Regions from separate parts of the Sus scrofa genome. Here region 1 is linked to region 2. A link is a contact called in public promoter capture Hi-C data. All regions are on one chromosome and are shown on one strand. The core of a region is the stretch at or near the end of the contact, and the rest is flanking DNA. Distances in the headings are between cores, read along the strand shown. Region 1 holds the start of C2H11orf84. Region 2 overlaps NAA40 (N-alpha-acetyltransferase 40).

Region 1 (3,713 bases), core at 818-3,317, 120 kb before region 2:
TATACTTGAAAGTAGAAAAGCCTTCACTTAAAAACATACTGTAGGAGTTCCCGTCGTGGCGCAGTGGTTAGCGAATCCGACTAGGAACCATGAGGTTGCGGGTTTGGTCCCTGCCCTTGCTCAGTGGGTTAACGATCCGGCGTTGCCGTGAGCTGTGGTGTAGGTTGCAGACGCGGCTCGGATCCCGAGTTGCTGTGGCTCTGGCGTAGGCCGGTGGCTACAGCTCCGATTGGACCCCTAGCCTGGGAACCTCCATATGCCGCGGGAGCGGCCCAAGAAATGGCAAAAAGACAAAAAAAAAAAAAAAAAAAAAAAACATACTGTAGTCCATATAGAGTGTTTCACATCTCCCCTCCGGCCCTCGACCTACTGCATTCACCTGATTGTTACTGCATTTGGTCTGATACAGTGGCTTTTTTTTTTAATGATTTAAAAAAATTTTATTTTCTTTGTCTTTTGTCTTTTTAGGACCACACCCAAGGCATCTGGAGGTTCCCAGGCTAGGGGTTGAATTGGAGCTGTAGCTGCTGGCCTACGCCACAGCCACAGCAACTGGGGATCCCAGCTGTGTCTGCGACCTACACCACACTCACGGCAATGCTGGATCCTTAACACCACAGCTCACAGCAACGCCAAGGATGGAACCCGTGTCCTCGTGGATGCTAGTCGGGTTTCTTAACTCCTGAGCCACAACGGGAACTCTGTCAGTGGCATTTTAAGATGGATTTTCAGCGTCAGACATTTTCTCCACTGCAAATCTCATGAAGGCTTCTAGAGCAGGTGATGTACATTCTATGTCTTAGAGATCAAAGCTCTGCCAGACCAGGATTATGATGCAGCAGCGTCATGGCAACTGGACTCAGGTCTTGGGGCTCTCAAGGACATCTGCGTGACCTTTGGGGAAGGTCACAATCTCTGGACTCACATTTAAAAAGTGGAAATCAGGAGTTCCCGTTGTGGCTTGGCAGGTTAAGAACCTGACTTGTATCCATGAGGATGCAAATTCAATCCCTGGCCCCGCTCAGCTCAGTGGGTTAAGGATCCAGCCTTGCCATGAGCTGTGGTGTAGGTCAGAGACAAGGCCAGGCTCTGGTGTTGCTGTGGCTGTGGTGTAGGCTAGCAGCTGTAGCTCTGATTCCACCCCTAGCCTGGGAACTTCCATATGCCTAGGGTGCAGCCCTAAAAAGCAAAAAAATAAAAAATAAAGGTGGGGAGTTCCCGTCGTGGCGCTAGTGGTTAAGGAATCCGACTAGGAACCATGAGGTTGCGGGTTCGGTCCCTGCCCTTGCTCAGTGGGTTAACGATCCGGGTTGCCGTGAGCTGTGGTGTAGGTTGCAGACGCGGCTCGGATCCTGCATTGCTGTGGCTCTGGCTTAGGCTGGTGGCTACACTTCCGATTCGGCCCCTAGCCTGGGAACCTCCATATGCCGTGGGAGCGGCCCAAGAAAAGGCAAACAGACAAAAAAAATAAATAAATAAAGGTGGAAATCACAACCCTTGGGGTGGTTTCCGCGTGCCCACATTCTACTTGGTTCTTAGACTTTGCATTCCCTTGTCCAGAAGGCTCCACAAGGTTTTTTTTTTTGAAAGGACGAAAGAGTCTAAGAAAACTGATAAGGTACTCAAGGTCACAGCGCTAGCAAATCAGAAGGAATTCAGTCTCCATTGTTCCCACGCCAAAGCCCTTTCCGCTCCCCCACCGGTTATGTTTGCGCCCGGGGCATCTTCTGGCGGAGGAAGGCTTGTACAGGAAAAGGCAAGAACGACCCCTATCAAAATCCTGGGGCCCCTGGTAGCGCTCTCCTTGCCAGCCAATGACGTGCCCGACGGGTGTTTGAGTGGAGGGCGACCCGCCAGGAGAGGTCACCAGCTCAGGATGCTCCTGGCTTTGGGGAACTCAGGGTGCCCCCTCTGCTGGCTAGCGACCCCCGCCTCCGCACGGGAGGGCGGCCGGAAGCCCACGACCCTTCCCGCCCCCTGCGGGTCCCCGGGATTCTAACGGAGCCGCGTGCCCGGGGCGGGGCCAAGCGCGATTGGCCGCGCGGAGCCGGGGGCGGGCCCGCAGCGGGCCGGCCGGGCGGGCGCCGACAATGAGCCTCCATAAAAGGGAGCGGCGGGGGCTGGGGCCCCGGATTGAGCCCTCCCCGCCCGGGGTCCCGACGCTCTAGGTCTCGGGGAGGCCCTGACGCGCCGGTCGCAGGCCCGGCCGGCGAGCGGCGGGGAGGGGGCTGCAGTGGGCGGGAGGCGGCTGCTGGTTTGCGCGCCAAGGCCTGTGCGGCTGTCCTCCGGCGTCAGGTCACCGAGATCCACCCCCCAGCCCCGGCCGCGCCATGGCCCTGAAGGCCGAGGGCTCCGCACTCGACTGCTTCGAGGTGACGCTCAAATGCGAGGAAGGGGAGGACGACGAGGAGGCCATGGTGGTGGCCGTAATTCCGCGGCCCGAGCCGATGCTCCGAGGTGAGGATGGGAGGGGATCCCACTTCCGCGTCACGGTCTGGAGCCGGGGTTTCCCATCCCCAGTCGGGGGCCCTGGTGCCCCCTCCTCCACCTCCAGTATGGGGCCCAAGCGCCCCCAACCTGCTCGGGCCTGGGGCCCGGCCGCCCCCTCCCCCCCTCAGTCTGAGGCCCTGGCGGGTTCTTGCTCCACCCCCACCAGGGTTTGGAATCTCAGGCCTCCCCGAATTCCCCCTCCCCCGCCCCCGCCCAGGGTCTGGAGCCTTCGATCCACGCCCCGCGCGCTCCGGATCTTCCGGTGCCCGAGCGCCCCCTCGCCCGGGCCCAGCACGACGGCTTCGAGGTGACGCTGGCCGGTCCCCCAAACCGCGGATACTGCGGAGGCAGAGGCAGGCGCATGGTCCAGGCTGTGTTCTAGGCCGAGGGGCTGCAGGGCCTCCAGGCCGGAGGCTGGGCCACGCACCGTGGTGTCCGGAGCGACTCGGTGGGTGGAGGCAGGCGCCTCTTCAGCCCGCCAAGAGGAGGATTTTCAGGGCGCTCCGTTCCTAAAGCTTTTCTGCTGTCCCCTCTGCATTCCCGGGCCTTGCACTTGAATGAGCCACAGGTGTCAGATTCCAGCGCTTGAGGAGTGAAAGGGATAGATAGCAAACAGCACCCAGTTTTGCAAAAGAAGTGCTCTGAAGGGCGCCCTCAGCCACTACGAAGAGATTGGCCTTGGGAAGGGGTTTGAGGAGCAGTCTGGGAGCTCTCGCTTTTCCCTCCTCCCTCACCGCTTTCTGCAGTCCTCAGGATCTTGCAAATCATAAAGAAAAGTCAAGGGCCACTGTGGTGGAAGCCTTACTGTTCAGGAAAATGCAGATCTTTTCATTCCTAGATAGCTCATTCTTTATGGGGGACAATACCCGAAAGAGGGTGAGAGGGAGGCCTTTTCCTTTAGCTTCAGTAGAGTGTATCCGTGTCTCCCTGCACTGCCTGCCTTCTTTTTGCAGTCATGGGGGTTATAAAATGCGGGAAAGAAAAGGCCCGCTACCCTTCTGAGAGCTTTCAAAGCAAAAGAGGTTCTTTCCCTGCTTCTGAGTGCTCAGTGCCAGGCTGGCTGAGTTAATCCTCTCACCAAGAGCATTCTTCTTCCCCAGAGAAGTAAAAGTCATTCATCAGGTATTTTGGGGAGCCCCTGCTATTTCGGACACTGTTTTAGACTGGCCATGCTAATTGCTATAAGCAAAGATAGAGCTCTGCTCTCTGGAACACGCGCACGC
Region 2 (3,983 bases), core at 1,245-3,744:
TCTGAGCGTAGAGAGAGGCTTCAGAGAGACTCCTGTGTCCTGGGTGGGATGCTCTGATGGAGACCTGGGAAGGTCCTTGGTGCCGAGACACAGGGAAGCGGGGGGGTCTCTTTCGGCTGTGCCTTTATGGACCCGCAGGTAGCGTGGACTTGGCCCCAGGGACCAGCCGACTCCGGCAGGAAGGCTGCTTCCTTCTCCATTGCTGTCAGGGAGGGGCCGAGAGGACCAGGAACAGGTGTGAGTGGGGCCTGCCATGGGGACCGTGGCTTCTCTGGCTGCATCCTGAGCTTCACCTCTTGATCTCCTAGAAAAAAGCCTCTCTTCTCCATCACCTCTCGCCACTTTCTCCCCTGCCTCTCACCCCACCCCAGGTACCCTGTTCTTACTCTCAAGGGGGGAATTACATCAGGGAGCCCCTTCTCTTCCCCCAGAGGGACCCCTTGTTCTTGGCTTACTTAATGCCGTTTCTGCTCATGTCTTGGTGCTGTTAGCTCTCTGAAGGTGGCGTACCCCTCCCTGCTGCCACTCCCTATTCAGAGAGCCCCCAGCCAGCAGCAGGCCCCTCTGCCTGCCCTCCCTAGCCTCGCGCCTCACTGCCTCTGAGGCACTGGTGCCACTGCCCTGGCTGGCAGCGCAGGCTGCAGCAGGTATGCCTCTCGGTGGCGGGACAGCTGCTTTTCTCTCTGGGATCACCTGTGGCAGCAGGCGGGGAGCCGGGAGGCGGCTAAAGAGGGTGCAGGGTCAGAGCATGGACTCACCCTGGTCGTCAGACCTTGTTCCCCTTCCAGGGAAGAAATGACCAAATTCTTATCCAGGAAAACACCTAACGCCTCCCCTGGGATGGCCTTGAGCTCTGCTTTAGGGAGCGTCCCAGGCTCTGCCTTGGTGAGGTTGCTCCCCAGGTCTGTCGGTCCTTCTGACCTCACGCCCCACCTCTGCCCTGACTCAGGCCGCCTCTGCCGGTGGGTCTCCCCAGAGCTGTTCCTGCTTCTCCCCCAGGTCCCTGCCTGTGCAGGACCTGTGCACGCGGCCTCCTTCCCCCAGCCCTGCCCTCTGCTGAGCTCCCCAATTGCTCCTGACCCACTGGCAGGATGTGGCGCTCCCCCTCGGAGAGGGCCTCGCAGCTTTACACTGGAATAAGCCCACCTTTGCCCTGCCCTGTGGGCTCTGGGGGATTCTACCCCAGGGGAGTTCTCCCTGCTGGGAGGGCATTGCAGGGCTCCTTCCAAGAATCATGGCACGACAGAAGCATATTCAAAGTTTTTCCTCTGATCCCTGCTGTCTCTCAAAGGACGCAGAATGATGAGTATTTATTGTCTTAGATCCTGGATTTCTAATACCTCCCACTCAAGGGGACCAAAAGGGCCCCCAGTGTCAATCCCACATAAGGTGAGTTCAGTGTACGTGTCTCTTTCCCCTTGTTGGCCACTTGGCACCGAGCCCGTGGTTAGGTGGGCACGTGGTGCTGGGCCCTGCTCGTCTGGCCACCTCGGCCGCTTCCCAAGAGCCGCTGGGGGGTCCGGCCAGGTGAGGAGGCGCTCCTGAGACCCTCGGTTCATCCCGTTGTTGGTGTTGCGCCCCCGTGCGGTTCTCAGCCAGCAGCCTCTCCTTTTCCTCAGAATCTTGGTTTTGAGAAACAGCAGGCCTTTTGTACCAGGCTTTTTGGTTTACTGGGGGCATGTTCAAATGTTAATTTTGAGATTTGTTTTTCAGTTGTGTCCACCCTATTTCGGGATCTTTTCATTGATGTCAGATGTTTATATCACATGCGTATGTTGTTTTTAACCCTTCCTGGTTTGTTTTAGAGGAAAGTTTGAAGATAAACCTCTTGATATATTTTTTCTTTAGTAACTTGTTATCACTGGAATCGAAGGAAAAAGTGATCTCTTTTTGCGTTGGTGGTATTTGTATGTCACAAATAAAAGACACTTTGTTCAGCTGCGGAACGGCTTCCTGATGCTGGGCTGCCCCGGGCCGCGTGGCCTCAGGCTGCCCAGTGCTTCACGTTGCTGGGACCGCCTCACACCCCTTCCTGTGGAGGAAGCTGCGGGCTGCAAGACCTTCAGGGTGTCTGGGGCCAGCAGCCAGGCGGGGGAACCGAGGCCGCATGCGTGTGGGTGCCACTTCCTAAAAGCCCTGGTTAGAGGTCAGAGGTGGTCTCTTGAGAGGGGCGCCTGCTCTGCCCACTGGTGAGAGTCCCAAGCCAGGTGTTGTGACAGTAGGCATCCGTGGCTCAATTCCAGAGTGCCGCGTGGGAGTTGAACAGGCCAGGGTGTCTGCGTTGCTTCCCCCCCTTTTACGGTATTGGCTTCTTAGGGTACTTTTTGTCTCTTAAAAAGGCTCCAGCTCCCTCTTGCCTCCACTCACAAAAGGCAAAGGCTCAGAGGAAGAGTAATTCACGCCAGGCCTGACAGGGCAGGAAAGTTAGGAGCTGGGGAGGCCCTGGCTCCCAGTGTGACCGAGGGAGCTACGCGGCTTCTCTCCCAGGCGGGACTCCTGCCCGCGCCTGGCCCAGGGTGAGCGGGGCGGAGAGGCAGGAAGTGGACCGGGAGCCAGGGCTCAGAGCACTTCCTGTGGACCTGAGGGGCCGGCCTCCTCGCGCTCCTGCCTAGTGGTCACATCTGGAAGGTGGGGAGGGCGGCCACGATGGAGCCCCAGGCCACGCAGAGTGTTTGCGCCCTGGCGGGCAGTGATGTGGGGGAAGGAGAGGGGTTAACAGCTGTCCCATGGGTTGTGGCCTCAGTCCCGCGGGAGGGGCACAGCCAGGGGTGATTTGTGCAGCTGTCCTGCCTGGGAGGCGCAAAGAGAGGCATCCGTCCTTGGGAAAGGGGAGAGCATTTCTCATGCTGGCGGGTCAGGCCGCAGACGTTCCCCTGTGACGGGCTGTGCCTCCTGAGTGCCATATTCCTCGAGGGCTGGTTGATCCCAGGAGGCCCTCCTTGCTTCGGCCATCCCCTTGCTACAGGGTAAGCGGCCAGAGCTGGGCGGGTGGAAGCCCTTTCTTTGCCCACTGCCACCCTCGGCCCAATCTGTGCTCTCCGCTCCCCCTTCCTAAATGGCCCGGTTCTCTCTTTGGTCCTCCTTCCAGCAGTAGCTCAGACTTCTTTACTTGAGTGACACTTGCTGGGGCGCCACCCCTTCGGGGAGCAGCTGGAGCGGCTGGGTGGGAGGTCTTCCACTTCGGTCAGAGCCTGAGCCGATCTGGAGGGGATTGTGTTTCCCCAGTGAGAAGCCTGGCCACCTGATGGTGTGTACCGCCAGGCTCTGAAAGCGGTCACTTCAAACACGACAGGTTTCTCCCTCTCCAAGTGCAACAGAGGCGGATTCTACACTGCCTGAGGTCCAGGGGCTGGGCGGCTAGGGAGATGCTGCAGAGGCGCCTTGGAGACCAGCCAGCCCGAGGCAGGCGCGTAGTTTACTTGGCTGTGGTGGGGGAGTTAGCTGGCCTTTGGGATCAGCGACTCCCACTTAGCGCTTACTGAGCACCGAGCACTGGGCGATGCTCACTTCCTCTGATCACCTCCTTTAATCCAGGCAGCAACGCTAGTCCTCTGTGGAGGGAGTAGTCTCCGTTTAAAGGTAAGTTGAGAGTCCTAGCGTGTGCAGTGACTTGTCCCTGGTCCTGGTGGAAGGGTCAGGATTCACACCTCGGGTTGGAGGTGTTGTCCCCATCTGACAGGTCACCTGAAGCCCAGGAGGGCCAAGTAAGACACAGCAGTGGAGTTCCTTAGTGGCCCAATGGGTTAAGGATCCACCTTTGTCACTGTAGCGGCTTGGGTTGCTGCCATGGTGCAGGTTCGATCCCTGCCCTGGAAACTTCCACATGCCCCAGGTGTAGGGAGCAGGAGAAAAAAACAGTAGTGAGCCAGGGGACTCCACTTTCTGCTTGACTCCCAAGTCCCTTCCCTCCCCGGCTGCCTCCCTGGCAGAAACTGTGAGAAGCTGTTTCTGCTTCTGAGGAAGAGCCATCTGCCAGCACAGTC

The links. Promoter capture Hi-C pulls out the DNA fragments that hold promoters and counts their contacts.
Region 1: a promoter capture Hi-C map of fetal skeletal muscle shows a contact between it and region 2, with 4 times the contacts expected there. The contact joins the promoter of C2H11orf84 here to the enhancer-like site in region 2. A contact is called at or near these places in 1 of 5 promoter capture datasets (fetal skeletal muscle), 6 of 47 Hi-C or Micro-C datasets (adipocytes, alveolar macrophages, blood and 3 more) and 2 of 2 datasets of contacts at active chromatin or transcription factors (alveolar macrophages and skeletal muscle).

Annotation. Positions count from the first base shown.
Region 1 is chr2:8,237,862-8,241,574 of Sscrofa11.1, reverse strand. C2H11orf84 reads left to right here and starts at 2,067. Exons shown (of 6, transcript XM_003353799.4): 1 at 2,067-2,457. The coding sequence starts at 2,331.
Region 2 is chr2:8,113,247-8,117,229 of Sscrofa11.1, reverse strand. It overlaps NAA40 (N-alpha-acetyltransferase 40), which reads left to right. Exons shown (of 8, transcript XM_021082889.1): 8 at 1-1,942. Among named protein-coding and RNA genes, the nearest start is that of NAA40, 15 kb to the left of the region's middle. Within about 2 kb of position 2,494, at least 15 of the 83 cell types and tissues checked have an H3K27ac peak or open chromatin away from gene starts, as enhancers often do. A contact at or near this core is called in fetal skeletal muscle and skeletal muscle, where this site is marked.